7 separate regions of the Mus musculus genome follow, and all the other regions are linked to region 1. Evidence: chromatin contacts called from public promoter capture Hi-C data. All regions are on one chromosome and are shown on one strand. The core of a region is the stretch at or near the end of the contact, and the rest is flanking DNA. Distances in the headings are between cores, read along the strand shown.

Region 1 (3,075 bases), core at 185-2,684:
ATCTATCTATCTATCTATCTATCTATCTACCTGTCATTCAGCACTCAGGTTTCTCTTAGGTCATATAAATATCTTAACTTTTATTAAATATTTCCATGTAAAGGAACAGGTTTTTGCGGGTTGTAAAAAAAAAGACATGTATTTAAAAATTATTTTATTTTTTTAAATCAGAAAGCTGGTTTTAAACTCATGGCAATCATTTTTGTTTTGGTCTCCCAGTTGCTGGCAATCACAGGCATGAAACATCATCTCTAGTCAGGCAACTCAGTCTTCTAGAGTTTGCAAACAAAAGCACACAGGGAGGAAGAAAAAAAAAATGTGTCCACCCCCACCCCACCCCACCCTCATCAAGGAAAGTTCTCAGGAGAGGAAATGCTTTATATAAACTTTTTGTTGTTTTGTTTTGTTTTGTTTTTCAAGACAGGGTTTCTCTGTATAGCCCTGGCTGTCCTGGAACTCACTTTGTAGACCAGGATGGCCTTGAACTCAGAAATCTGCCTGCCTCTGCCACCCAAGTGCTGGGATTAAAGGCATGTGCCACCACCGCCTAGCTCCTCTTTTCTTTTTAAGGTCTTGTCTTAGCAAGGCTGGATGTTAAGACATTTCACAACACTGGTTAGTTGATGTTTCTTTATGACTTATTCTTAGGAAGAGTACTTGTTATGATGTGGACATTTTCTGCTTAATATATGTGTAAAAGAACCTAGTCTGGCTGTGGAGGCCAGTAAGCCCAGCACTTGGGAAGCAGAGACAGGATCATGAATTTAACTCATTATTCAAGCAGGCCTTGAATTCACAGATAATTGAAGGTGTGGTTCGGAATTCCTGAATAAACTGGCCTCTGCCTCCTGGGTGGAGGCTGGGATTAAAGCTGTGTTCTTCATACCGGGCACCTAGCCTGGCTTTTGGTACGCTACCTTTAAGATGCTTTAAAAACTGATTTAGGCAATGACCTTATTTACTGTCCCTTATTATGCATTATCAGGCAAGATGGGGGGGGGGGGGAATTAAGAGATCCTAGGAAGTGGTAGCTGAAGAGAATTGAAAAGATGGTAAATCCCGGTGTGTTTCCACCACGAACTTCTGGCTGAAACTCAGCACTTAACTCCTTGAAGCTCCAGTTGCCTCGTCTGCAGAGAACTAATCCGAAGGTCCGGAAGGTATTTCCCAAACTACTTCCTTATCAAGCCTACCTTGCCCTGCCTTCAGGCCGGCTAGGAGTGCCACCCAAACAGCCTACTGTGTCCCTCACAATGACTCTCGGCGTGGCTCCCCCGCCCAGCCTCCCCTGCCCAGGCCCCGCCTCCGCGGCGCGCCGCTCCCCCGGAACCCAGCCCAGCCCCCGCCCATGCGGAGCTGTCGGCGCCGCCCCCTCCGCGCGCCCGCGTGCCGCAGCCCGCGTCGTCCACCGCCGCGCGCCTCCGCCACCCCGCGCCGCTGCCGCCGCCGCCGCCGGGCTCGCTGGCTGGCGGGCTGCTGGCGCCGGGCTCCCGCCGGAGGAGAGGACAGCCAGCGCCGCCGCTGCGGCTTCTGCCCGGGCCCGGGCGTCGGCCCCGCCCCGGGCCCCGGCCCGGTGTCCAGCCCCGCCATGAAGTGTCACTACGAGGCGCTGGGGGTGCGGCGCGACGCCAGCGAGGAGGAGCTCAAGAAGGCCTATCGGAAGCTGGCCCTGAGGTGGCACCCGGGTAGGTGACCGGCGGGCGGGGACCCAGCCGGCCGACCCCGGGCCTGGCGGGGCGCACGCCGTGGGGACGGCGGGGCCCTGCCCGCACCGCCGAGGGGAAGCGGGCTCGGCGCTCAGCCGCCTCCGGCTCCTGCGGCCGGGCTGCCGGCCCCTCACGTCGCCCGGCCAGCCGGGGGACAGGCTTTTAAACAGGCCCGCTCGCGCCCGCCTTCCCAATGCCCAGGCTCCCGCAGACCCGGCCCCGCACGGGACACGAGTTTGCCACGGCGGGAGACCTGGGCGAGGTTCCTTAGGAGTTTGCTTCCCCGGCATGGTTGCTGTGGTTGTGAAACGGGTCTGCGGGACTTTTGGCGAAGTCTCTTCATCTACCAGGCTTCGAAACTTCGGAGTTGAACCCCGTCTGTTTGGGAGTCCCGAGGCTCAATCCCGCCTCTCTGGGTACTGGGAATTAAAGCCAGCGCCGCGCACCTGCTGCCAGGCGCTCCAGCATCCACAACACCGCCCCTGGTTTTTTTTTTAACGAATCACTTTTGAGATGGGGTCTCTCGCTACGTTGCCAAGGTAGCCTTTGAACGAGTGATCGTCCTGCCTCACCTTACCAAGTAAATTACATGCAATTACTTGGGATTACTGTCCATTGCCATCAGGCATGGGTGATTTTACATACTTTTTTTTCTTCGTGACTGGTTTACCTGTTTTTTGTTGTAGTTGTGTTTTAAGAATAGTTTCGGTTTACCTTTAAGCTGTTCTTACCAGAGTCTACAGAAGATGGATAGTCATATAAATGACTAATAAGTTTGGAGTGTTTGTTTGTTTGTTTAAAGGAGGAAAAAACGCCATATAACGCAAACAAGTTGAAGCTCAGTTTTTCTCATCCCTGTCGAGAAGATGCAAGTCACATGCATGAGGGTATAATATGTAGATTTTGGTTTTTTGTTTTGTTTTTAGCTGGTTTTTTGTTGTTGTTGTTGGTTTTGGTTTTGGTTTTTCGAGACAGGGTTTCTCTGTGTAGCCCTGGCTGTCCTTGAACTCACTCTGTAGACCAGGCTGGCCTCGAACTCAGAAATTCACCTGCCTCTGCCTCCCAAGTGCTGGGATTAAAGGCGTGTGCCACCACTGCCGGGCTATATGTACATTTTGAAATGCTAAAACAGGGACTTCAGTCTTGTTAGGAAAACAAGCCTTGCACATATGGACGCAAACTATTTGTCTGAGTAAAATAGTGTCATTGCTGTTTGGGTTAATACAGCAACTAGTGAGCACTCATGTAATGGGGTCTGGGTTCCTCTGTGTACCTAGAGATGCTGAGGCATCAACACAGGGAGGGCCTGGGACTGTCCTGTTTCAGGAAGAGCACAAAGGTGGGCCAAAGAAGTCCCAGGGGAATGGAG
Region 2 (3,075 bases), core at 191-2,690, 1.0 Mb after region 1:
CCCTCCTTGTTCTTGGCCTCCTTGTACTAGTAATAGAGTTATTCTATCCTTCTTGGTTGTAGAAGTGCAACTCAAAGCTGAAAATGAGATGAAGTTGGTAAGCCTCCTAGGTGAACATAGTCTGACCCTGTGGAAAGAATAGAAAGCAATAATAATAGCAAATTGTGTCATAATATCTTATCCTTGGCTGTTAAAATGGTAATTTTATGAGTAACTGTGTCATGCATTTTAAAAAGACTCACCACTTTCCAAGTTAAATGTTATCACCTGTAACAGAAGCATCACACCAATGATATTTATAAATATCTCTGAAGCACAATCACGTTGCTGTAATAGGGTCACCAATAAAAACACCACAAAGCTAGATTAAGGTATGCACCAAAATAAACACTTGCCCAGTCCTAAACAATATACATTCCTGTTCACTGCTATACAGTTCATTAAGGTAAAGTATCCTACATTATAATAAAGTATTACATTTTTATCAACAAACAAAAGCACAGCCAGAGAGCCTCAGGATGCAAGTGACATGTTAGCTGGTGAGAGAAAGCACACTTTGCAAGTCATTTACTGGCAGAGTTAGATGTTCTGTTCTATTGAAGCAGTTGCTGTTTCAGACCTTTAATTAAAAAAAAAAATCTGCTAAGTCAGAACTTCTTAAAGCAAAATCTCTCAGAAAGTACCAAATGACGTGCTTTTATAAATGTCTAAACTGATAGCTCACAGAAATCTTAATTTCTGGTTACTCGAGAGGATGCCCCAGTTGGTTTTTTTTTTTTTTCATTATAACAAGTAGATACCTCATATACATAGAGCTTACCACTAGAAACACACCTTATTTTAAATAAAATATTTAGCATGTATAGTATAAATACCATCAATATTCTTATTTATCAAACAGAATGCTGCTTCAAAACCAGTGTTTATTTGATGTCTACTTAACTGTTTGCTGTCAAGATAATATTTACATATGAGAACATCTCACTGTGGAGAAAATAGCTTGAGCGACAGTTCTGTGATAAAATGACAAGTCACTATTGGCTTGGCACTGTTTTAAAGCTATATGCAATATTTTTGCCACTAGTATACAGATTATATTTACATACAAATAAATATCTCCCATAAACATATGGCTATAGAAAGACACAGCCCTTCTAAGTATTGTTATATTACTGATTTATTTAACATTTGTTTTGGGTTTTAATTTATAAGAAATAAGTGTGAATTTCAACTCAAACACTTTCTAAGTAACTGATTAGTTAAGCTCAAGTTCCCATGATTTACTGCATGCATGTTGTAGCTTCAATGACACTCTTAAGTAAATGTATTTTGAATGATACTGCTAAATGACTTTTGAGGCATGAGTAAGTAGGAAACCTGTGGAATGGTACTTTCCTTCTCTGTTCCCTTGGAAACGAAGGGAATGTCCTGGGCTTAGTAAGGCAGTGAATGGCATTAGATAATACCCCATATTTGTGATGTACTTCATCTCATCAGTGTAGAAGAGCCAAGACCCAAGTGAGCCCTGGAAGGAACAAGCCACTCTGCCATCCATCATCTTCTTTCCATGTGAGGTTCCCTTCCTGTTCTGAGTCTCCCTCAGACTTATCATGAGTTCTGCACACAGCCTGTGCGTTTCTAAGATACCAGCCTCTGGTATCTTAGAGCACCAGAGAAAGATGCTATGAGATCAATACCAGTGTCTGAGTGCCAAGTGAAAAGGTCAGTAAATTCTGTTCTGAAGAATCAGGAGAAGAATCCAATACGAGTGATTAAAAAAAAAAGAAAACAAGAAAAGAAAGAAAAAAAGAAAAGAAAAGAAAGAAAGAAAACGATGACCTTTTGAGGATTTTTTTCCTGTGATGTACTTTACCTTTTGCTACATGTGAGATCCATATCAGAAACTCAGCTGCCTGTGGGTGGTTTACATTCTCAGTGAGTTTTACTTCCATTACATTTTTCTGAGGGGAAGAAAAAAACTGGCTTTGGCAAAGCAGGTGTGAGAATTAAACAAGAAGGCCGCTGTATTCTCAGAGAGGAAGGGCTGCTTCACCACAGCCTCTCACCGCACCAACCCAGACACCAGAGAGAATGTCTTCTCACAGCAATGTTCTCAGAAGCACCATCAATCATTTGCTTATATATCTTTCAACAGATTCCACCCGTCATCTAGTTTAGAAGAAACAATTTGAGGCATTAACTTGGTGAGGGATTTTTTTTGTTGTTGTTAGAACAAAAGAACTTGGCTAGCTCTAACCTGAGTACACAATTTTCATCTAAGCAACTTGGAGAAGTTAAATCATGCTGAGAAAATGATCTGTCAAACTAATCTATTATACAGCAGATCCTTAAAGCTTTTGTTTGTACTTTGAGCCATGGCATTTCTAACATTTAAAACCTTGTTCCTATATTTGAGAAGCTCTTGATTTTAAAAGCCCCCTCCAAAATCTTTGTTTTCCCTTTGAGTCAAAGCATTCCTATGACTAAACTTTTTTTACTTCATCTAATAGATATTTTAATTAAAATAATAATAGTTTCTAAGAAAATAAGCTTGTTGGACAATTTGGAAAGTTGGAAGCTATATATTTTGTATTCTGTGCTCAAAATAGATTTGCATAAACCTAGAATATATGTGAGTCACAGGATGCTAATACAATTTTATCAAGCAGAAGAAGCAGAGTACCCACACACTAGCTAACTCCTTGATTAAATATCAACATAACAGTCTAACTGTAGGTAGATTCATGAAGGTGGGGACCACTTCCTGCTTGTATGGTCCAATCTACAATGGCCAAGGCAGCTGAAGGAATATATCCATTATCTAACCCCATGAATAGGATATGCAGTGCAATATGCTTGCATTGTCTGGGCAGGCTGTCAAAATTTGTAATTCCCTCACACAGTGCCATATGATGGGCTCCAGCTGTCTACCTGAAAGGCTATGTGAGAGTTGGAAAGGAGAATTTCAGTGCTAGGTTGTCCTCCTTCCCCGCAGTCTCTGATCTATTAACTGTTGGATGTCAATTTGGTTTACAAGCCACTGGTAGCATCAAATTCACTGCCCCATGCCCACTC
Region 3 (3,075 bases), core at 365-2,864, 940 kb after region 1:
AATGACTGGCCCAGCTTGACACCTATGCCATGAGAGGGAGCCCACTCCGACACTCTTAATAATATTCTCCTATACATGCAGACAGGAGCCTAGCATAGCTATCATCTGAGAGGTTTCACCTAGCATTGATGGAAACAAATGCAGTGACCCACAGCCAAACGTTAAGTGGAACTTGGGGAATCCTATGGAAGAGAGTGAGGATGGATTGAAGATGCCCAGAGGGGTCATGGTCACATTGAGAAATACTACGGAATCAACTAACCTGGGCACATAGGTTTTCATATAGACTAAACTTTCAACCAGAAATCATGCACAAGACAAGCCTAGACCCTCTGCACATATGTAACAGTTGTGCAGCTGGGTCTTCATGTGGGACTCCTAAAACCGAAGCCAGGGCTGTCTCTGACTACATTGCCTGCCTTTGGAAGCCTTTCTGCTAACTGGGCTGCCTTTTCTAGTCTCGAGAGAAGAAGATGTGCCTAGTCTTACTGCAGCTTGATATGTCAAGGCTGGTTGATATCCAAGGGAGGCCTCCCCTTTTCTGTGGAGAAATGGAAGAATGTTAGAGAAGGTTGGAGGGAAGGGAGAAAGAGGGATTGGGAGCAAAGGATGGGGGGGGGGGCGCTGCAGTCAGAATTTAGGATAAATAAATAACTTAATCAATTCTTAAAATGATTTAAGAAAAGGATCCACAGAACCTACTTAGTTCAGCTCTTGTGCTCATGAGTGTATAACTGCCCACTAGAGCTTGAGCAACCTACCATGGGACACACTTTTAAAGAAAACTAACTCTTAATCGCCTGGTATTTGTCAACCTGCCAGGAGGGCCTCAGCTAGGGATGTGGCCTCTTGAACACCTGCTCTGTCCATATTGGAATGTGGATTGGTGTGATCTCATGCCAGTCTTGTGTCACAACCATAGCTTCTGTGAAATTATGAACACAAAGATCCTATTATTTTTATAATAGATAATTTCACTGTATTTCTCTTTGGCTCCTGCCTCTTCTGATCTTTCCTTCTCTCCTCCATGGTGTTCCCTGAGTTCTTGAGGGGAGTGTTTCATGGCTGGTACTATAAATCTGACCACGAACCCGTGCCAGGGAGGTCTTAGAGCATAGGGGAAAACACAGGACTATTGTTTGTTTAAAAGACAGAGTATCAAACTGTCTTCTAGACATTTGTCCTTATACCCATAGAATAGTGCAGCCTTGCCTCTCATTAGAGAAGCTCTTTTCTCACTTCTCTCTCAGAGAGCAGAGAACTGGGCGTGACCATTGAGGGTTCAGCCCTAAGTGGGACAACTCTATCCTAGCATCATTATTCCTAAAACAAGAGCATCCCCAACCAACTGAGGAGCATCGTAAGTGTGGATTTTGGCCTTGTGATCCTGTTACATTGGACCCTGAGATCATCTGAAGCATCACTTGAAGTCTACCACCTTGCTCAAAAGTAAGCAGTTAAGTTCAGGAGCTTCAGGGAATACCAAGATGCAGGAAAAAAAAAAGTCACACTCTACCTCTCCGTTTTCTCTACCTCTGCTTACAGCAGCAATCCTTTTGCTCAGACTTCCTGTTTCTGGCACTTGCCTTCTTCTGTGATGTTCATAGTTCCCTGTCTGTGGTTTAGCAGGCACAGAGCTGGTTTGGGTCTCCCTCTCTCTCATTCACTTGCACATACAAGCGTGCTTCTTCTCTATTCTTTCTCTCTCTCTCTCTCTCTCTCTCTCTCTCTCTCTCTCTCTCTCAGAATGATGGCTCTGGGTAGAGCTTTCGCTATAGTTTTCTGCTTAATTCAAGCTGTTTCTGGAGAAAGTGGAAATGCCCAGGATGGTGAGTCATTTCTAACTCCTTTTTTAAAGGATTTCAGATTACCTGTAGCATATATGATCAAGTTACACAGTTCTCTAACAGGGCAAGCAAGAATTTAGCACTAATTAGGTTGTTTTGTGGGTATTAATCACCAGGACAGAGGGAATGATGACAATACTGCAAATGGCTTGTAACTCTCAAGAACTGTCAAGAAGCATTGAGTTTCATTCAAATTCTGGCTCATAAATGTGGATGTATGCTGGTAATTTCAAAAAAGAAACCTCATATCAGTTCTTTGTTGGAGCTTTTTGGATGATCGCTTCCAAAACTGTATTAGACTGAAAAATCAAGCCATTGTTGTTTTGACTGTTTATGGAGTTCTAAAACCCTAGATACCCATGATAAATTAATGGCCAGAAACGAGAGGTTTGTGTATTCACCAAAACTGTATTTCTAGTGTCTAGAGTTTAGAAGTTACTCTATAATGTATTTCTTCAACATACTTTAGCTTTGGCAGATTCATGTTAGATTGCTGATGAATAATTCAGTAGTATGCTAAGGAAGGTGTCTTCTTTGAAATACACAGGGTTGCTTTTATATTCAGAGAATCCATTATATGGTCATCATAATTCTCCTCAGAATCCATAAAATACTTAGACCTTGACTTCTTAAAAATAGGCATTTTAATTACAGGACTGTACTCAAACGTCTCTGGCAGACACAGCAGCTACATGGAATGTGAATCTCCAATTTGTTTCTACAAATTAATTAAACTGTTTTCATACACACACACACACACACACACACACACACCATTAAAAGGGGAATGTGTGTGTGTGTGTCTTTGTGTATGTGCGTGTGTGTGTGTGTGTGTGTGTGTGTGTGTGTGCATCCTGCCTCTGGTTCCTGAGTGCTAGGATTAAAGGCAGACACCACCATGGCTGGCCTATATGTGCATTCCTAAACTGGGTGCAGTAGTACATCCCTGTAGTCCTGAAGCCTAAGAGGCTGAGACAGAAAAATCATCTTTGTTCCAGACCAGTTAAAGCTACATTGCATAAGCTTGTATCAAATACATCTGTATTTTCTTTATGCACAGTATCAATACACATCAGCCTAGCTCTGTAGTTTAGCTCTTCAGTCAAATGCCTTTAGTTGTGCATCCTAAGCTTAGATATTTGTGTGACTTTACTTTGTAATCAGCAAGGATGGAAAACCCTTGCATGTTCTTATGAAGAGAATCATCAGAGGAGTCACACTCTTCAGC
Region 4 (3,075 bases), core at 189-2,688, 870 kb after region 1:
GTTCGTTGTTTTTTTTTCTTTTTTAATTTTTTTGTTTTGTTTCTCTCTTTCTAGTGCATGTGCATGCAGTTTGGAATAAGAATCTAAGTAGATGTGTCTCTTAGATATGTTAAAATATATTAGTGTACAATAGCAAGGCAGAGGGAAATACAGTGCCATTATATGGCTAACTGTCACCGTCAATGTCATTGACTTGGCCATCCAAGTCTCCCTACAGTTACAAAAGCAAGCCATCACCAACTGGAGGACAATCTGGGGAGAAGGTGCTACCTATGTTATGGCTGTCATCTTGCAGGTCTGGAATTGAAATATGAAATGTTTTGCTCATGTGTCCAATTGGATACAATAAAATTTAGTGATGCTTTTAAATTTTTTAACCTGTTTGAAACAAATATCAAAGGTTTTTGTTGTTGTTGTTATTGTTGTTGTTGTTGTTTTCAGTACAAGATTTCTCAGTGTAAAAGTCCTGGCTGTCCTGGAACTCATCCTGTGGACCAGGCTAGCCTCAAACTCAGAGATCCTCCTGACTCTGCCTCCTGAGTACTGAGATTAAAGGTGTGCACCACCACCATCATGCTGCCATAAAATTTTAACCTAAGAATTATGCAATTTTAATATTTGCTCAATTAGAAATGACTGTTATTTTTTTTCCTGGACCAAAGAAAGAGGACATTTTACAGAGATAACAAAAAGAACATCAAGAATTTTTATTTTATTTTATTTTACTTTATTTTATTTTATTTTATTTTATTTTATTTTATGTTTCTAAGGTAGCTTCTTTCTCTCTAGAGAAACACAAGACCAAGTAAGTAAGAGAGTTACTAGGCATTATTTCTGTTTTAGCAGAATAAACTGTAATTCCAGTAAAAATGGTAATAAATAAATAAATAAATAACTGTTTCACTGTGTTGTAGGCATAATCGGAAATAAAGCCTTCAGTGACATTCTGCTTGATTTGATTACCCTAAACCTTGGAACCAATAACTTCCCTAGCAGCTGGATGCACCTCAGCCAACTGGACGTAAGTTTCTGTTCTGTTTGGCATCTAAAAGGCCTTAATGCAGGTCTTACTTGATGAATCAATAGTTCTAAGGCAACCAGTTTGCAGCATTAGCAAGAAACCAATGACATTTAAATGAGTGAATGATGTCGGAAGTAAGCCATGCTATTGATGACTAACATTTAACCATTTCAGACACTGGGAGATGCAACCCAATTACAAGTGGTTTACAAATACCTTAACAAGGAACAGAAGCTGAGTTTTGAGAGTGCTTGGTTTTCATCATATTTTCATTGTCAAGACCCTAGGAAGTTTAATGTTTATATTGCACTACCCTGTTAATATGTTACTTCCCCAGACTTTAACCTTCCACTGGTTAAAAGACACCAGGCTAACTGACCTTAGTGAATTAGATGAGCAGGGTACACAAAAATCACAAATGTCAAAACAGTTGCCTGGTGTGGCTCCGTTGTTAGAATAGAAAACGAAAGTAAACCCAAGTCAGAACTGGCTCTGGCTGCCAAGGTGAAATCCCTCTTCCCTTGGCACCAAGCTCTGAAAGCCTAAGTGGGAGTAGCTTCAAGTTAGTTGGCCAAACTTCCCAGTGAGAGCCCCTATGTTCTTCCAGTTGCAGGAGATCACATCTTTATTAACAGTCAACACAGAGTTCGTGGACTGGAGGAAGTTCTTGATGGTCACAGCCATGCCGTGGCCCATGGCCCTGGAGGATGAGCTTCTGGACACCCTGCAGAGGTTTAAGGCCCTGGATGAAGCACAGACAGGCACCATCACCTACGAACAGTATAAGCAGGTAGACCAGTTCTCTTAACAAGTACCCAGCTCACTGCTGACACATCACATTTCTGGCCACTCTCGTGCTCCTAAGAAGCTCATACATAGGCAGCACAGACAGAATCAAAGTCCAGGACAGAAGTTTGGCTTCCATACCCAGGCAAAGCATTAGGAAAAAAATATTAAAGTAAAAAATTTCCTGCAGAACTAAGGGTCCCTAATAAAGTCACAAAAATCTTCATTATTTTTCTCCTGAGTTCTCAGCTAGTAATTATTCCTGTGGCTATATATTAAAACCACATGCAGGGCTTTAAATGATCCACTGCCAGGCACCCTATACTCCCAAGGAATGGGAAGGGCAGGAATGAAGAACTTGGTGGCCTTGGATGCTTCTGTTTTGCTCCTTTGGAATTGGGTTAGTGGATGGTGCGACTTGTTTTAACTGAATGAGCTTAAAATGTACATGAATATTTAAGGCAGAAAGGGTCTAACTGCTATCCACAGGAATTCTGAATATTGGAACGTGCATGAAGGAGCTCATCTAAGAAAAGTGATGGTAATCCAGAACATAATACCTGCTCATTGGAATTGGTTGGCAGAGTGTCACTGGAGGCCTGTTGTACAACAGGATTGGGGAATTTTGAATACAGAAGCTAGACTCCAAATAAAGAAATTAATTGGTCAATAGGATTATAGATAGATAGATAGATAGATAGATAGATAGATAGATAGATAGATAGATAGATAGATAGATAGATAGATAGATATTCTAGTCATCCGGTCAGGTATATGAGCATTTAATACATTTGTCCAGAATTTGAATGTTAGGATTAGTGTTATAATTCTCTAACTGACAAGGGTGCCTAGATTACTTGTCTCATCTCTACTGACTGAATGTGCCTTGTTCACCCTTCCACATCACTACAACTACAGAGGAGGGGATCACTTAGAATAGGGCTCAGACTTAGAAGCAGGGAGATGACCTGTAGCAATTTATCTCCCAAGTGTTTCATCACTGAAAGCTGACAGATCTTCCTGTCTTGCCTTGTTTATAATTAGTAGCTGACATCCTTTTGATTAGTTAGCCTAGAGCTTCCTGTGCTCACACACAAATGAAGCAACACGTGGATCCTAATGAGTTTCTCTATGGCTGATCAGGATGCTAGTTTGGCTAATTGAGCTCTGATGTATGCACTTGTCAAACAGTGGGTTAAGAATATTAGCACTGCTTACAATTTGCTATGACGACTTCATTTGAACCTGAGAACAGCAGAACAGAATAT
Region 5 (3,075 bases), core at 372-2,871, 840 kb after region 1:
GTGATCCTAGGTACTTGCCAGTAACAATCCCATTTTATAGCCATAGAAATATAGCCAATGGGTTAATGTGTTAGGTTTCAGCATAGGAATCTATATACAAGCACCTAAAGTCATCAGCAAACTGCTTCTCCAAGGAAGCATTATCCAATGCATGAAGACAGAATGACAAAGTGTACCTGCAGGGCTGTCTATTCCTAGAAACAGTGTAGCCACATCAGCCCCTAAAGTACTTGATGTCTTAAATTCTACTCTTATCTAATATCACTTCTGGAGCATAACTTAGTGCTATACATTACTCGAGCCCAAAGATTCACATCCTAGCTTTACCATCTACTCACGTGAGGAAAACACCTTTTCTATGACCCAGTATTCTCTTAATAAAAATAAAGATAAGGAATGAGCTAATTAATGCTGCTTACTGGCATTTACTGGGTGATCAGATATGTCAACAATACATTTAAGAAGAACTCAATACTCAGAACCACTATAATTTTAGTATACTTATATATAAATTATAAAACAAATGAAATATTCCCAAATGCCCATACTATAGGCCTATTGCTATGTGTAAATATGATGTTATACATTATCCTATTCACATTCTTCCTTACTGGCCACAGCCTGGTATGCTGCTGAGCTGTTGTTGATCATCCCCATTACAAACAATTTTTTGTCAAAGGATGCTGTATTTGTGATAAGCAACAAATTCATGGTCTTGGTTCAAATGTAAAAGTGTATTTTTTTCCCACCAACAATATTTGCTTTTGTTTTGTTTTGTTTTGTTTTGTTTTTAAATTCACATAAAGTGATACCACTTTAACAAAGAAACTAACGCACAAGTAGAGCTATCCATGGAAAATGGGATAGAAGTGGATTTGTGAGACCTGTGGGCATCTGATCAGAGAGAACAAGAGCATCATCCTCCCAGGGATCCATCCCATAATCAGCCTCCAAACGCTGACACCATTGCATACACTAGCAAGATTTTGCTGAAAGGACCCTGATATAGCTCTCTCTTATGAGACTATGCTGGGGCCTAGCAAACACATAAGTGGATGCTCACAGTCAGCTATTGGATGGATCACAGGGCCCCCAACAGAGGAGCTAGAGAAAGTACCCAAGGAACTAAAGGGATCCGCAACCCTATAGGTGGAACAACAATATGAACTAACCAGTACCCCCCGGAGCTCGTGTCTCTAGCTGCATATGTATCAAAAGATGGCCTGGTCGGCCATCACTGGAAAGAGAGGCCCATTGGACTTGCAAACTTTATATACCCCAGTACAGGGGAACGCCAGGGCCAAAAAGTGGGAGTGGGTGGGTAGGGGAGTGCGGGGGAGGGTATGGGGGACTTTTGGGATAGCATTGGAAATGTAAACGAGGAAAATACCTAATTAAAAATATTTTAAAAAAAGAATCTAACGCACAAACTTGTTAGGTGTGTCTTCGAAAGGGACATCTCCAGAAACAACGGCTCTCGGGTCCATGGCACAGAAGTTGTACAAGGCACGATTCTCATACACAGCTGCTCTGTTTCTCTTCCCACTCAGGATCTGCGAGACCGCCTATGGGACATCTGTGAAGCGAGGAAGGAAGAGGCGGAACAGGAGAGGCTTGATATCATTAATGAGAGCTGGCTGCAGGACTCTATCGGAATCACAATGAATCATTTCTTTTCCCTGATGCAGGTAGGGACAGCCGGGCATGGTGACACAGGCTCTCTTTGCAACCTTATTCCTCAGGGAACAAGTCCATCTGGAATGTTAGGGGTCTGAGCATGAATCATTTTTTGCTCATTTTGCTTATTTTGTGTGGTATGCATTCTCTGTGTGGTACGCATTCTGCCTTGCCAAGTAAAATTAGCTAACAAAAATTGTTTTGTTTGTTTGTTTGTTTGTTTGTTTGTTTGTTTTATCCCAGCCAAGCAATCATACAGACATTGAATCTCAAGCAGCTACTGGACATCTCTTGTCCCTGTGAAGTTTCTGTGAGATTGCAGAGACGCTGTCTGAAACGGGGGTATTTACCTGACCAGATTCTCGAATACTTAAAGGTGGCCACAATAGCCAAGGAAATCTGCCCTACCATAATTTCTGGGCTACGTTACAACCATGGGTACCATTGCTGTGATCAGGGGAAAAAAACATATCAGCCTTTAGCTGTTAGATGTCACAAGACAAAATGACTATAGACACAGATTTTGAGAGCTCAAGGATTGATACAGGATGGAGGCGTGGGGTCAATTGTGTTTGCTTTGTAGTTTTTTAACTTTTAATTTCATGTTTATCTGGGTCAGAGTGTGATTTTGTGCACCTGCTATGTGCCTGTGTAGATAGGAGGTTAGATTCCTTCCTGTATATAGGAGCCTTAAAATGCTATCTGCCTTGAGAAATAACTATACTTTGAAATGATGGTTTTGTGGATCTTGAGGAAGGCATTCCTGCATTAAAAAACTGATAAAAAGAAAAGGGCTTGTCTTAAAATGTGCATTTCAAACACACACACACACACACACACACACACATACACACACAATTTTTACAATGGATCAATTTCCTTATGTCCTGAGGGAGGCTAGGGGTTAAGAGTCTTGGACAAACAAATCTGTCTAAAATTATTGATGCTTAGGAGACTATCAAAGCTATCATGGCCAAGCTATACTTACTTAATTTTTGTTAACAGACTAGTGGCTCATAGGGGAAATGGAAGGGGAGCCATTTCTCATCATAACTGATCAACTTAGAAGATACTTTAGAAAATGATAAAGTATCTCTGGTGATATGACTTAGACATCGTAGGTTTTCAGCAAATCTTTTCTAAACAGATGACCCTTCAATTCTAGAAGTTTTAGCCTCAAATGAGACAGTCCCTGCTCCAAGGGCAGGTCTAAAAAGTCAACAGAAACCTAAAAGAACAGAAAACCCTCAAGAATTATAGTAGCTCCTACCTTAGTATTTTTTTCCCATAGTTTCAGTTTCCATCTCTAAACTACAGGTGTGTGTGTGTGTGTGTGTGTGTGTGTGTGTGTGTGTGGCGTTTGTGTGTGCTTTTTGTTCTTGTTTTGTTCTTTGTTAA
Region 6 (3,075 bases), core at 216-2,715, 700 kb after region 1:
TGTCTTTTCTGGGGCTATCACCAAATTCCACTTCTCCAACTGTTTAGTTAGGGTCCCAAATACTTCTTCCACTTCCACATTAAAGGATCCACAAATCAAAATATCATCCATATAGTGGTATAAATATACTCTCGGATACTGTTGTCAGATAGGTCGCAATGCCTTATCTACATAAACCTGGCACAGTGTAGGGCTATTTGCCATACCTTGGGGTAGAACCACCCACTCATATCGCAAATCAGGGGCAGAATGATTAATTGATGGCAAGGTAAAGGCAAATTTATCTGTATCAACCGGATGCAGAGGAACAGTGAAAAAGCAATCTTTCAACTCTATCACTATTGAGGTCCAATTTCTTGGTAACGCTGAAGTCATTGGTAACCATAATTGCACTGACCCCATGATTTCCATCTGGGCATTGTCTGCACGTAAACAATGGAGTAACCTCCATTTCCCTGATTTCTTTTTTATAACAAAAATAGGTGAATTCCATGGTGAAATAGATTCTCTAACATGTCCTGCATCAAGTTGCTCTTTAACCAACATGTGGCCAGCTTCCAGCTTTTCCTTGGGTAGGGGTCACTGAGGCACCCAACTGATAAGATTTCCATTTAATAGATATTTGCTCAGTGGACCCTAGGAAAAACCCAATCCCTCCCTGCCACTTTGGCCTCTAGGAGAGATAGGTGAGAATCATCCATCCTCATTTTTGCCAAGACCCTTACCCTTCTGATAGTTCATCCCGTCCATGATAGCTTGACTCTGCAAACTATAAGTCTTTTCTGAAACTATTTTTACACCCATCTTGGTCATAACATCTCTTCCCCATAATGAAACAGGGACTTGAAGAACAAATGGCTGAAAACTGCCCCTATGCCCCCTCCTCATCCTTCCAATGGAGTACACTGGCACTGTAGCTGGGGTCTTGTGCAAATCCAAGACCTTGAAGAGTTTGAGCAGAGGTCTGAAGGGGCCAACTTTTTGGCCAATCTGTTTCTTTTACAGTGCTGCGATTGGCCCAATCAAGTAAGCCCCATATAGAGACTCCCTAAATTTCAAGTTTAATCATAGGGTGATCCTCCATAGTCATAGAAAACCACACCCCAGTGTCTCCAGTAGAGCTGAAGCACCTATTTCCTCTTTTCAGTTCCCTTGAAAGGAAGCTAGCATGGTGACTAGGCAAAAGCAAAATTTGAGCAATTCTATCTCCAGGGGAAATGGCAGACACCCCTCTGGGGGAGGAAACCATGATCTTAAACTCTCCCCCATAGTCAGGATCAATGACACCAGGATGGATAATTAATCCCTTATTGGCTGCTGAACCATGTCCTAATAAGAGGCCAACTGTGTTTTTAGGCAAAGGACCCTTAAAGTCTGAAGCAGTCATTTGCACACTCATTTCTGGGGTTAATATGAGTCTGGTGGTGGCACAGATGTCCAGTCCTGCACTTCCTGTTGTGGCTCTTCTGAGGATGCCCGTAGATGATTGCACCGGGGAATGTGTTGAAGGTTTGGCCACAGTGTGGGAGTCTGCTGCATGGCCCCATATATTTGTGGGCCCTGAGGCTGGGGGCCCCGCACTCCATTTTTTGGCCTAGCAGCTGTGGATTGAGAAGTTAGGGGACAACCATCTACATCCCACTTGGATTGACATTCTCTGACGCAATGATTTCCTTTGTGACAGTGAGGGCATAACTTGGGCTCTGCATGCCTGTCTGTATCTCCTGTCTTCCTTTATTAGGACAGTCTCGCTTGAAATGACCTGGCTGCCCACAAGAGAAGCATCCCCCCTGGATTCCCCCTTGCTGTCCACCCTGATGAGGAGTCTGCCTTTGAGCCTGAACTATGGCTGCCACTAACCCCTGGTTGGTCAGTGGAATGTCCACCACATCTCGGAAAACCTTTAACCATACTTACAACGTTGGCTCTTATAAGGGCATATGGCGTCTCTGCAGGGTTTATTGGCCTACTCATAGGCTAATTGCTTGACCAATGGCATTGCAGCATCACCATCTGGAAATACTCTCCCAGCTGTCTCCACTAGTCGTGCTAGGAAGTCTGCAAAGTTCTCATTGGGTCCCTGTATCACCCTAGACAAGCTGGTCCCAAGGTCTCCAGTGCCTGATAGCATCTTCCAAGCTCTAAGAGCAGTTATTAATCTGCTCATAAACCTGTATAGGATAACCTGTTTGATTGTTGGCAAAGTTCCCTTGCCCCATTAACATGTCTATATTCCAGGCTGCATTGGGGAATCCAGCAGCAGCATTAGCCATAGCCTGCTCAACGGCATGCTTAAGATAAGCAGCCTTCCATGTTAAATAACCTCCTCCCGAAAGAATGGCTTTGCGAAGGTTCTGCCAATCAAAAGGCGTCATACAGTACCGCTGTAGGGACTCAACTTGAGTTATGGTAAAGGCAGCCTGGACCCCATAAGTCGGAACTGACTCCTTCAATCTTTGTACAACCTTCCAATCCAGGGGTTCATGATAACGTTGCCCCTGTTGATCCTGAAATACTGGGAAGGCCCCCACAATGGTGGGCACATTTTTCTAGACTTCTACATGAAGACTACGCCTTCCCCTTTTGTCTTCCTAATCTTTATGGGGGGGGGGGGGGAGAAGTCAACGGAGGGGCTGATGGTTCAGGCGTCCTACTGCGCCGCAAACTCAAGCGGGACATCTGACTACAGATGTCACTGTTGCTATCAGTCCCGTCGCTGTCACTAGTAGACCCTTCAGAGCTAGATTCCTTCTTCTCTTTCTTCTCTTTGGTTTGTTGTTTAAGCTGTTTAGGTTTTCAGCTGCTAGCCTGAGAAGCAATCTCCTTAGCCTCCTCAATCACCACCGCTCCTTCCTCTATTTCAGCATTGTACTTTCCACTGGCATCCCTCAAGCACGCCCTGACCAAGTTCCATATGGCTAACATCCCTACAGGTAGAGGGTTCTTCATATCGGAAGCTTGGAGATCCCTTCCCAGACCTCCCAGCACTGTTGATTAATATACCCTTCCTCTAAAAGCCATGGGGCTTCCTTGAAGAGGGTGTCCAGAAATCTGTTCACCATCTCTGCTTTTATG
Region 7 (3,075 bases), core at 227-2,726, 570 kb before region 1:
TGGAAATTATACTTTAGACTAAAATGACTTCTCAGATGAGAGACACACACCAAAGACCCCAGAGGGCCAAACTCATGACTTCATTCTTTTGCTTTGGCAGTTAGCTAAGTGAATCTCTCAGCCTATACCACAGACCTCCAAAGAGCAGAGCACTCGTCAGTATTTCTGAGCTCTATCTAATCCCCTTGGCTTCATTTCTTTAGTGGCCAGAAGTCAATAGGACTCTCTTCTTAATAATATCAGCAGCCCCTATGCTCAGTGTCTGTCTCAGTGTCTGCCTCCTGACAGTCTCAGGAAGTTCAAACTTCATTAGACATGGTTTATGATTCATTTTGCTTTGTTTTTCTACTTATATTACAATCACACAACTCTTAACTATTTGTATCACCCATCTGAGTGTGAACTCTACAGATTGTACTTACCATAAAGTCTTCTAGTCATGGAATAACACCTAACAAAGCGAGGCTAAGTAAGTATTTGTTAGATGAGTGAGCAGACTAAGACCTTTACTGCATAGGACTTTCCGTATCACCACAGGTTTCCTTGGTTTTCAGTAGCCCTTGAAATACAATAAAAAAGAAAGAAATTGGCAGAGGAAGAAAACGCTTTTTTAAAGTGAGAACGTGCGCTTGAAGGCGAGGCTATAAAGCCAGGATGCAAGGAGGGGTCCACAGAAGCACAGAATTACCAGGGCAGAGAACTTCAACATATTAAAACTGATCGAAGGCCAGTTGATTTTTTTTTTTACTGAAGCTCTTGCGACCTCTATTGGTAAAATCGAGAAATGCAGCGTCTGCAGCGAAGTGCCCTTTTAAAGTCCACTTTGGAATTAAGACTGTTTAAGGTTGCCGAGGACCTCTTTTCTCTTTTATTGTTCCTTTGACTGATTACAAGTCTTTATCTCTTTCGCTCCATCTGTCCGTATATCCCCAATTACTGTTAGTAAAGTCAAGTATTATCCCAGAAGTGAGGGCAATTACTGCATGCTTAGCATACTTGTTTTTCAGGTTAGTTCTTCTGTCAAGAAAACACTTCAGCTTCCTTAAGTCCTTCTAAGAGCAACTAACCTGGCATCTAAATAAACTGCAAAGTTGAGACGTAACACGTCTCCCCCTCCCCACGGCCCCCTGTAGCTTCAGTTCTTAAAATATACTCAATTCCAGGCAAACATCAACCCTTAGAATTCTGCCAATCTGACACCAGGTAAGTGTTCAGCTAATTAGAGGGGAGATGGGGCTTCAGTTTGAGTACTAGGAAAAGATTGGTTATTTGATTTAAAGAACAAAGGGTGTTACTATTGTGTAAGTGGGAGAAACAAACTATTGTGTTAAGGTGGGGAGAAAGGAGAAAAAAAAACCTCGTCCTAATAAAAATAAGAAAGGAAGAAAGCAGACTCAGACTCACTCCAGACACCGAGAAAATAAAAGACTAAGACCACTCCTTCTGCAACTTGGAACAAAGGGGAGTTAGTTGCCAGTAGACTCTGCCTCTCCCTGCGTGGCGCGCGGGGTTCAGCACTTCGGAAAGCACCCCCATCTTCTCGCACGGAGATTATGCAAGCTCTTCGGGGCTCTCAGCAGAGGTGGGTGCCAATGTAACTCATCAAACGCTGGCAACTCACTGGGGGTTGACAATATCGGACACACAGAAAACACCAACGGAGCTCCAGGAAGTGATGGCGTGAATCAGCCTTCAGGCAGTCAGAGCGAGACACAGATGTCCACGATCTGTTTTCCTCTAGAAGGAGAGAAACTCCTCCGGGCAACCTCAGAAGCCAACAAAGGTACTGGGAGAGCCGTGCTCCTGAGTAGGGGACTGCATCTAAGTGACAGCAGGAAAGCAGAGGGGTATGACTCAGTCTTAGAGTAGGTAGCTGGAGACTCAGTTCTCACCAGGAGGAACCTTGATCCCCAGCCACTTGCCTAGAACTATCCTCTCTTCTAAACCCACCAAGAACTGATGCTGAGTGCAGCCAACCCCTGCGCCCAAGGCGGTTCTGGGCGCCAACGCGGCTCAGCATCCAGTTTCCAGGAGCCCTTTTGAGCGTCTACATAGAAAGCTCAGGCACCTGCTTTGCGCGCCCGCCTGGGTACCACACCCGGAGCAAGCGCTGACTCTCGGTAGTCGGCTTGCAGAACGTGACTAAGGCGCACCTGAGCATGCAGGTGGCTTCTGCAACCCCCGCGGCCACCGTGAGGAAAGCAGCTGCGGGTGATGAGCTCTCAGAATTCTTCGCTCTGACCCCAGACTTGCTGGAAGTGGCCAACGCCAGCGGCAATGCGTCGCTGCAGCTTCAGGATCTGTGGTGGGAGCTGGGGCTAGAGTTGCCAGACGGTGCGGCGCCTGGGCATCCTCCGGGTGGCGGCGGGGCAGAGAGCACAGACACTGAGGCCAGGGTACGGATCCTCATCAGCGCGGTTTACTGGGTGGTTTGTGCCCTGGGACTGGCCGGCAACCTGCTGGTTCTCTACCTGATGAAGAGCAAGCAAGGCTGGCGCAAATCCTCCATCAACCTCTTTGTCACTAACCTGGCACTGACTGACTTTCAGTTCGTGCTCACTCTGCCCTTTTGGGCTGTGGAGAACGCACTAGACTTCAAGTGGCCCTTCGGCAAGGCCATGTGTAAGATCGTGTCCATGGTGACATCCATGAACATGTACGCCAGCGTCTTCTTCCTCACTGCTATGAGCGTGGCGCGCTACCACTCGGTGGCCTCGGCTCTCAAGAGCCATCGGACCCGAGGGCGTGGCCGTGGCGACTGCTGCGGCCAGAGCTTGAGGGAGAGCTGCTGTTTTTCAGCCAAGGTGCTGTGTGGGTTGATCTGGGCTTCGGCTGCGCTGGCCTCGCTGCCCAATGCCATTTTTTCCACCACCATCAGGGTGTTGGGTGAGGAGCTCTGCCTCATGCACTTTCCAGACAAGCTACTGGGCTGGGACAGGCAGTTCTGGCTGGGTTTGTACCACCTGCAGAAGGTGCTGCTGGGCTTCCTGCTGCCGCTGAGCATCATCAGTCTGTGTTACCTGTTGCTTGTGCGCTTCATCTCCGACCGTCGCGTAGTTGGGACAACAGATGCAG

What was found. Promoter capture Hi-C pulls out the DNA fragments that hold promoters and counts their contacts.
Region 2: a promoter capture Hi-C map of pre-B cells shows a contact between it and region 1. The contact joins the enhancer-like site here to the promoter of Dnajc21 in region 1. A contact is called at or near these places in 11 of 39 promoter capture datasets (the 3T3-L1 cell line, 3T3-L1-derived adipocytes, the C10 cell line and 8 more), 3 of 115 datasets of contacts at active chromatin or transcription factors (the 230-238 cell line, the SCID.adh cell line and stem cell-derived neural progenitor cells) and 1 of 9 other capture datasets (adipose tissue).
Region 3: a contact with region 1 is called in a promoter capture Hi-C map of pre-B cells, with 8 times the contacts expected there. The contact joins the promoter of Il7r here to the promoter of Dnajc21 in region 1. A contact is called at or near these places in 5 of 39 promoter capture datasets (the C10 cell line, the HPC-7 cell line, hippocampal neurons and 1 more), 1 of 15 datasets of contacts at CTCF or cohesin (large pre-B cells), 1 of 484 Hi-C or Micro-C datasets (CD4 T cells), 9 of 115 datasets of contacts at active chromatin or transcription factors (CD8 T cells, the SCID.adh cell line, bone marrow-derived dendritic cells and 5 more) and 2 of 9 other capture datasets (liver and pancreatic islet).
Region 4: a promoter capture Hi-C map of liver shows a contact between it and region 1, with 2.7 times the contacts expected there. The contact joins the enhancer-like site here to the promoter of Dnajc21 in region 1. A contact is called at or near these places in 6 of 39 promoter capture datasets (the 3T3-L1 cell line, the C10 cell line, hippocampal neurons and 2 more), 1 of 484 Hi-C or Micro-C datasets (myeloid progenitors) and 1 of 9 other capture datasets (liver).
Region 5: a promoter capture Hi-C map of hippocampal neurons shows a contact between it and region 1, with 4 times the contacts expected there. The contact joins the enhancer-like site here to the promoter of Dnajc21 in region 1. A contact is called at or near these places in 6 of 39 promoter capture datasets (the C10 cell line, the HPC-7 cell line, hippocampal neurons and 2 more) and 2 of 9 other capture datasets (liver and macrophages).
Region 6: a promoter capture Hi-C map of neutrophils shows a contact between it and region 1, with 4 times the contacts expected there. The contact joins the enhancer-like site here to the promoter of Dnajc21 in region 1. A contact is called at or near these places in 3 of 39 promoter capture datasets (the C10 cell line, neutrophils and pre-B cells) and 3 of 115 datasets of contacts at active chromatin or transcription factors (bone marrow-derived macrophages, large pre-B cells and regulatory T cell precursor).
Region 7: a contact with region 1 is called in a promoter capture Hi-C map of the SN4741 cell line, with 3 times the contacts expected there. The contact joins the promoter of Rxfp3 here to the promoter of Dnajc21 in region 1. A contact is called at or near these places in 3 of 39 promoter capture datasets (the 3T3-L1 cell line, the SN4741 cell line and embryonic stem cells) and 1 of 115 datasets of contacts at active chromatin or transcription factors (neural tube).

The regions. Positions count from the first base shown.
Region 1 is chr15:10,468,875-10,471,949 of GRCm38.p6, reverse strand. Dnajc21 (DnaJ heat shock protein family (Hsp40) member C21) reads left to right here and starts at 1,434. Exons shown (of 12, transcript NM_030046.2): 1 at 1,434-1,685. The coding sequence starts at 1,589.
Region 2 is chr15:9,471,351-9,474,425 of GRCm38.p6, reverse strand. No RefSeq gene overlaps it. Among named protein-coding and RNA genes, the nearest start is that of Capsl, 37 kb to the right of the region's middle. Within about 2 kb of position 1,440, at least 46 of the 459 cell types and tissues checked have an H3K27ac peak or open chromatin away from gene starts, as enhancers often do. A contact at or near this core is called in the SCID.adh cell line and pre-B cells, where this site is marked.
Region 3 is chr15:9,528,415-9,531,489 of GRCm38.p6, reverse strand. Il7r (interleukin 7 receptor) reads left to right here and starts at 1,614. Exons shown (of 8, transcript NM_008372.4): 1 at 1,614-1,829. The coding sequence starts at 1,748.
Region 4 is chr15:9,595,249-9,598,323 of GRCm38.p6, reverse strand. Spef2 (sperm flagellar 2) reads left to right here. Exons shown (of 37, transcript NM_001305042.1): 31 at 915-1,021; 32 at 1,629-1,811. Among named protein-coding and RNA genes, the nearest start is that of Il7r, 67 kb to the right of the region's middle. Within about 2 kb of position 1,438, at least 30 of the 459 cell types and tissues checked have an H3K27ac peak or open chromatin away from gene starts, as enhancers often do. A contact at or near this core is called in liver, where this site is marked.
Region 5 is chr15:9,633,162-9,636,236 of GRCm38.p6, reverse strand. Spef2 (sperm flagellar 2) reads left to right here. Exons shown (of 37, transcript NM_001305042.1): 24 at 1,551-1,688. Among named protein-coding and RNA genes, the nearest start is that of Il7r, 100 kb to the right of the region's middle. Within about 2 kb of position 1,621, at least 7 of the 459 cell types and tissues checked have an H3K27ac peak or open chromatin away from gene starts, as enhancers often do. A contact at or near this core is called in hippocampal neurons, where this site is marked.
Region 6 is chr15:9,773,016-9,776,090 of GRCm38.p6, reverse strand. No RefSeq gene overlaps it. Among named protein-coding and RNA genes, the nearest start is that of Spef2, 26 kb to the right of the region's middle. Within about 2 kb of position 1,465, at least 41 of the 459 cell types and tissues checked have an H3K27ac peak or open chromatin away from gene starts, as enhancers often do. A contact at or near this core is called in bone marrow-derived macrophages and neutrophils, where this site is marked.
Region 7 is chr15:11,036,369-11,039,443 of GRCm38.p6, reverse strand. Rxfp3 (relaxin family peptide receptor 3) reads left to right here and starts at 1,476. Exons shown (of 1, transcript NM_178717.3): 1 at 1,476-3,075. The coding sequence starts at 2,160.